Linked DNA regions of Canis lupus: region 1 is linked to region 2. Evidence: chromatin contacts called from public Hi-C data. All regions are on one chromosome and are shown on one strand. Each heading gives the region's core, a stretch centred on a gene start, on an enhancer-like site or on the middle of the called end of the contact. The rest is flanking DNA. Distances are from core to core; before and after follow the strand shown.

Evidence for each region. Hi-C and Micro-C count contacts between places; a contact is called where the count stands out from the background.
Region 1: a Hi-C map of skin fibroblasts shows a contact between it and region 2, with 2.2 times the contacts expected there. The contact joins two enhancer-like sites. A contact is called at or near these places in 2 of 9 Hi-C or Micro-C datasets (amygdala and skin fibroblasts).

Annotation. Positions count from the first base shown.
Region 1 is chr7:12,400,174-12,403,577 of UU_Cfam_GSD_1.0, reverse strand. No RefSeq gene overlaps it. Among named protein-coding and RNA genes, the nearest start is that of CENPF, 19 kb to the left of the region's middle. Within about 2 kb of position 1,552, at least 2 of the 20 cell types and tissues checked have an H3K27ac peak or open chromatin away from gene starts, as enhancers often do.
Region 2 is chr7:12,187,773-12,191,269 of UU_Cfam_GSD_1.0, reverse strand. It overlaps SMYD2 (N-lysine methyltransferase SMYD2), which reads right to left. Exons shown (of 12, transcript XM_038542134.1): 10 at 2,577-2,751; 11 at 503-611. Among named protein-coding and RNA genes, the nearest start is that of SMYD2, 46 kb to the right of the region's middle. Within about 2 kb of position 1,704, at least 4 of the 20 cell types and tissues checked have an H3K27ac peak or open chromatin away from gene starts, as enhancers often do.

The sequences.
Region 1 (3,404 bases), core at 303-2,802, 210 kb before region 2:
CAAATTTCTCTCTTCACCCTTATCCACCTACTAGGGTTCTTATGAGAATTTAGTGAATCATCTTTGTAAAGCTCTTAGCAGCATGCCACATGGTGAGTTTTCAAAAGATAGCCATTGGTGGGGCACCTGGGTGGCTCAGAGGTTAAGCATCTGCCTTTGGCTCAGGTCATGATCTCAGGGTCCAGGGATTAAGCCCCTGAGTCAGGCTCCCTGCTCAGTGGGGAGTCTGCTTCTCCCTCTCTCTGCCCCTCCTCACCCCACTCATGTTCTCTCTCTCTCTCTCTCAAATAAACCAATAAAGCCTTTTTTAAAAAAAGATAATTATTGACACCCACTATTCTGAATAGGTTGTCACCTAATCATCTTTAATTTCTACAGGAAGAATGAAGGTGATTTTTACACTCAATACTAAGTTTATAAGGTGTATTAATCACAAGGTTATCTGTGTATGGCTCTTAAGCCAGGAAATATAGTATTAAATTGAGTTGAAAGGCTTTTATCTCCCAAGCCCATCTGAATGAAAGTATTTAGAAACCCAGAACACCCCAATTCTTTGGTTGAATTTGATAGACAATTTATGCTTGTGGATGGCTACACAGGATCAGAGCTCATGACTTCATTTGTGTCAGGGAAGGCTGTGCTGCGGAGGATGCATTTGATGGGAATCTTGAGGATGACTAGGAACACCCAAGGTGGTCTTCCTACTAAGACGAGCTAATCTAAAGAATTGCTTTAATCGGCTTCTGAGGTGCTAATGATCATGCAGTCCTAAGGTAGTGTGATCTAACTAGAAAGGTGAATCGCCTATGTCATTACCACTAAGTGGCATTACTTTAACAAAACTGGCAGATCTTCACTTTCCCAGTGTTCTCCTTGGTGCAAGAAACCGGGTGCTGGCTTACTAACCTGAGGCCATAAAGTACTATAACATGTTAGCTCATGCTGGGTGGCAACAGGTTTGTTTTTCATGATTATGTAATCTGAATTCCTTTTCCAAGAAAGGATTTGGAAATGAGCTATTAAATTGGATTGCCAGCGAACATAGAGTCTAAATGCACATATATGTGAACCACGACAAACTCAGATCCTGCTCAAACAGCCCTCTCACCCCATACAAATCTGTAAACTATAACTCAAGGATGACCCATGAGAAAGGTTGTCCAATAGCTAGCTGAGGTTTCCATAAGGCATTAAAATGCCTACTAAGGATTTTTAGGGAGGGCATTTGATCTGCTAGGTCTTAAATAGCAACCTAATCAGGCAGGCAGTCTGGGTACTTGGTACACGAGTACCCATATTAAATTTGCTTTAAAGACTAATACGGTGTTGAAATATCATGTAAAGAGTGACTTCTAGAATAGGTTCAAAGACTTTAGGTGCTAGTTGGGTATTTATTGACTACAATGTTATTTAGAAGAGCACTCACATTGTTCTTAACTTTCAGGACAAAGCTTAAAACCACAGCAAGTAACTGCTTGGGGTTTTGCATTCCACAGTCTTGGACTCACAGCAAGCTTCCTGTTCCCTCTTGGCTGGCAGACCCGAAGGCCAGACGATGAATGGTTTGATTCTTATAGCTGGAGAATCTGCTCTGGCTTTTGGCCCTTAAGGTTCTGGGTGCCAGACCAGGTGTTATTTTTTTTTTTTTTTTAAGTTCCTCCTAGAGATTTGGATTTCACTTGAAGATAATAGCAAGAAAACAGACTGAGTTAGGCATTTGGGCAAAGACCATATCTAATAAAGATCCACACATCTGTGTATATCCCAAAAAGGAGTGTTTCAGAATAACCAAGAAGCAAACTTGGAAACTCTATTCATTCCCTGGGATCTTCATGGTAGGTTTCAGGAATTAAGAGAAAAAGAAAAGAAGAAGAATACAAAATTCTTGGGCCAAACGTTTTTTTCTTCTTGGAGGAAATGGCTAATTTTTTTTTTCAAGTAGTATGATAATTCTGTGCTTTCCTACACAACTTGCATGTATAGCTGTATGTTTATGATGCGCTGAATGTCAAATGCTAAGATTTCCTTTACTGTCTTCACCACTTAAAAGGTGAAGGGCACCAGGTCAGAATGTATTAGAAACTGAAGGAGGGGGCAGCCCAGGTGGCTCAGCGGTTTAGCGCTGCCTTCAGCCCGGGGCCTGACCTTGGAGACCCCTGATCGAGTCCCACGTCATGCTCCCTGGATGGAGCCTGCTTCTCCCTCTGTCTGCCTGTGTCTCTGCCTCCCTCTCCCTCTCTCTCTCTCTCTCTCTGTGTCTCTCATGAATAAATAAATAAAATCTTTAAGAAAAAAAAAAAGAAACTGAAGGAGGGAGATAAATTGTAACTCTGGAGTGTGTATGTGTGTGTGTATAACTATATAATTTATCTATATAGGTGACAGGAAACTCCAGAACTTGTTCTCATATGGAGTAGTTATGAGTCTGCTTTGAATTTTAAGTGGAAAGCAAAATAAGAGGATACTAGAACATTAGTTATTCAAATAGCAGGCCCAAATTAATTGCTTAGGGAAAACCATTAATCTTTTCTTCTCTGCCCCATTATTCCAGCAATTTTAAAGGTCTTATGGTCAATTTTAAAGGATCTGGAAGGAGTGGGGCTGGAGGTGAAGGGTTGAATTTTAACTTGGCTGAACGGGGGCCTAATTTCCTTGGCAGTTGAGAAACTCTTAATGAAGGCTTTCTGCCAGAAAGAAACAGCACAGGCCACTACTCAGTCACACTGCCTGTCCCTGACCCTTCTTCAGAGAAAAGGAGGCTTATATCCTTCTCCTGTGGGGCAGCCCCTCCCTTGGGTAGGACAGACAATGTTCCTCAGAGTCTATTCCCATCACATCACTGTACTCATTCTGACCTTTGTACCCCTGTCAGATTCTGACTGGAATCTTGCCCCTCACTTCTTTTTACCTCAAACATTACCTCCTTGCAGGCCCACTCCAGGTCCTCCAAAAATACCCAACAAAGGACCTCAAACCAGTGGCACTCTCCATCTTGTAAGCCATCATTAAGTTGCTGCAATTTTTTTTTTTTTTTTTTAAGTTGCTGCAATTTTTACTGTCTCTGATAGAATCTCTGGGCTAGCTGGTCAACCAGAGACAAAGTCCTTCTCTTTTTTTTCCCTAGCTATACTCTTTCTTTTCCTTAAAAAAAAAAAAAAAAAAAAAAAAAAAGAAAGAAAAAAAGGAACTTTATGATTTTCCTGCCTGGTTTATCATTATTTACTGTACCCACAGAGAAAGAACATAATTGACTTTTCACTGCTTTTGTATGCAAGCATTATGGTATTTCAACTTCTCAATCCACTGCACATCAAGCCCATATCTGGTTTTTGCAGAAGTTCTCTGATATTAGAACTTGAAAGCAGTCTTAAAGAATGAAAGCTATGTTTCCAACAAGGACATGA
Region 2 (3,497 bases), core at 455-2,954:
TTTCCATCAGGAAAATCTATCTCATTTTCGTGAGAATTAAAAGAAAAACCACACATGAGGGTCCTGGCATGTAACTGGTACTTGATGCAGTGATGAGGATTCCTAAGTACATTCTAGAAACTGCAAATGCATAGTTATAATACTAAGGAGAACCAAATGGAAGATTCCCTCACCACAGTCTCCGGAGCCACCGCGTGGCCTCTGGTCCACTTCCAGGGCCTCACGCGGGATAAGGGCAGTGGCCCCGTCTCCCCAGTCACGGGCTGTGCGTGGCATCGAGGCCAGCCCCTCTTGATGTGTGCACCCCTTCCGTACAGGAGGGCCCGGATGCAGACAAGGCAAAGACTCCATCGCTTACCCTACCCTGACCTGCCCAACACGCCCCCTCCCACTCCTCTGACCACAGGTGGGTCAAGAACAGGGTGTCCTCTAGGAGTGACTGGAGTCACTCAGCCCTTTCAAGCGGGAGGGCAGGACCCCCAGCCCCGCGCTGCAGACGCACCTTCTTCAGGGCTCTCTCTCCAGCAGCTTTGTCTTCCAGGCCCATATACAGCCTCCCCAGCTTCAGCCACATGGAGGCCACGTTGAGGGAGTACAGAGGGTAGTGCTTGCTGGAAGAAGAGAGAACATAACAGGCCACGTGTCAAAGGCTCCCGAGCAGCCTGCTCCAAGCCCCGGCAGGTGCTGGATGGACAGCATGGATGGTCTGCCCCTGTCTAAGCACCGCAGAGGCACTTCCTTTCACACAGTTGGTGTGTTTCTGAAAAGCTACAGAAAAACTGCAGGAGAAATCCCACAGAAAAACATGTATAAACACGACATTCGATCCCAGTCCCAGATTGTTGTTTTAGGTGCACCCAACGCAGGGCTCTGAGAAAACACCTTTTAAAATGAATCCCCTTTCTATGAACACACTAGGCCTAACCCCTCATGTTAAAAAGGCATTACCCCTAAAAATACACACATACCCATGTGTCTTAGGACCCCCGCTCTCTGTCACAGAATATGGTACCAGCTGGTTTAGCAAAGCTATCTAGCAAAGCTAGGTCTCTGAAGTCAGGAGAACACCTACTTTACTTCTAGATAAGCTTTCTCCGGTGTCCAGTAGAGGGCTTTCTATACAGTAGGTGTTCTCTCTGGTTTCCATTGAAGGCTAACAGCCTGCCAGGGAAAGAGACCAGGAGGCAGCTTATGGGTAAGAGGGGGTGGCGGGAGAGAAATGCATGTGTAGGTGTTGATTCACAGACGGGTCTGTACCTCTCTACCCTCAAAATCCATCCAAGAGAGACACATCCTGGCTGTCTTCCTGGGCAGACGGCATCATGCTGCTTGGAGGAAGCCCTGGAGCCAGTGGCCCCACAGAGGGCCCAGCGCTGGCCTCCAGGAGGGGCTCAAGCTAAGGAAGGGACCAGTAAGGCAAGGCCCTGCTGCTGGGAGAGCGACCACAAAGCTAAGATGATCTCATTCTTTCCCATTCTTTCTCTCTCTCCCATCCCCTCCCTCCAGATCTCACAGAGGGCAGTGTGCCTAAGGCCAGAGGACTTTCTCACCCACCCCAGGAAGAAGATAGGCCTTGAGATCCTCAATGATGCAGCAAATTTTTTCCAAGAGCAGATTTTAGGAGCTGTCTTCCCTCGAACTCCCCCTGATGGCTAATCCAGGCAGCGCAGGGTAAATGGAAGGCTCTGGAAATCCTGACTGGACACAGACTTTACAGTCCCCAACCTTAGACAGTGAGGGAGTACTTAGGGCTTCTCAAATCCATGAGAGACACTGGGGTGCTTCTGGGGCACAGGGCTCTCAGCTCTAGTGCCCAGAAATTCTGAGCTACTTGGTCTTGGGGAAATCCTGCAAATACACAATGTGAATGTGTTTAACAGGCGCCCCACTGATAAGATCTAGGCCATCCCAGCCCTGAAATGGCTAATCAGAGCCAGAGGACACTGCCACAACCTCCATCTGTCACACTTTAAGGTTTAAAAACCCTCTCGACAGGAAACTTCCCCGGGGCTGGTATTCATTATTACTGTTAAGTTAAAATCCAACTTGCTTTATTCAGAAGCGGGGGAGGGGGACTGTTAATGGATAACCAGAGCCAGCTCAATGGTCCTAGCCTGTCCCCGTTTGCAAACTGGGCTGCAATTTTCAAAAAGCACAATGAGAGGATGGCCGGAGTAACGATGGAAGAGCAGGGATGGGAGACCACCACTCAGCAATTAATCAGTGTGTGTAACTGGGAAGGCAGGGGAGGGGAAAGTCACAAGCTGGTGGCCTTTTTAAGACTGATGTGAATTAACTACTTTGGATACAGCACCCTGGACAGGTCCTGGCAGGGCTCTTGCCCCAGCACCCCCTTCCTAACCTCAACAAGCCTCCACAGGTGTGTGTCTTGGCGGAGTGCACAGGCCGGGCCCAATGGAGCAGCACCCTGCACCTGTACCTCCAGGTGTGGGTGCAGGAAGAGAAAGCTGTTCTAGGCATGTTCCGACACAGGACGCCCAGAAAACAGAAAACAGCATTCCAGATCACCAAATGCCATTCCCTGCTAAGAGGACGAGAACAGCCATGGCAATCACCTGTAGGGCTTAATGATTTTCTGTCCGTATCGCAGGGCTCCTTCCCAGTCCTGCATGTACAAGCAGACACCCATGGCCTGGTACATCATGTGCAACATGTACACGTTGCTGTCCTCAAACACGGAGCCCATCTTCTCCTGGCTGAGCTCACAGATCTCCAGCAGCTCACTAGGGGGTGCTCTGGTGTCAAGGAAAGGACAGGCTCAGGCCTCCGGACTTGGACACGTCCCAAGGCTGGGTTCAAGGAGCTATTTCATCCACTCTGCCCCTACCCTCACACCCTCTGAAAAAGTACATTACAGAAATCTAAGCAAAAGTGAAAGGGAATTTTTTTTTCTTCAAGAAGCATATTTTTCTTAAACAAACTTCAGGAAAAATTGAAGACCTCAACTATCTTAAACACAATTGAAAAATTCTAGCCACGGGGAACAGACCCCTTGATTCGGCTGTAAACACGTTTAGGATTACAAATCTTCAACCTCCTGGTTAAATTTAAACTTTCACCCAAGCTCAGCACTTTAGTTGAAGCATTTCTAAGGAAGGAGTCCCCACGAGGGGACAGTTCTTTTTTTTTTTTTTTTTTCTTTTTTTATGGCTGCGGAAAAAAATGTGCCATTGTACAATTTCCTTCACCGCTTTTAGTTCTTCCCCTAATGTGAATGTGATGCGTTTTCAAGCTAAGAAAGCGCTATCAGGTAGTGGTTAAGAATATGGATCACAGTAGTCAAATCCTAGTGAGCTCTGTCCCTCGGGTAAATTGCTTGCTACCCTAAGAGTCTGTTCCCATCTGCGTCCTTGGGTGTCCCCGTGAGGATTAGGTACCATAACGTAAGCAAGCCCTTGGCATCGTGTTTGCCTGGAGGACGACACCCAACCAACGAGGGCCTTCAAGGAACTCTTCTTCCCAGCTTTAGACCATAA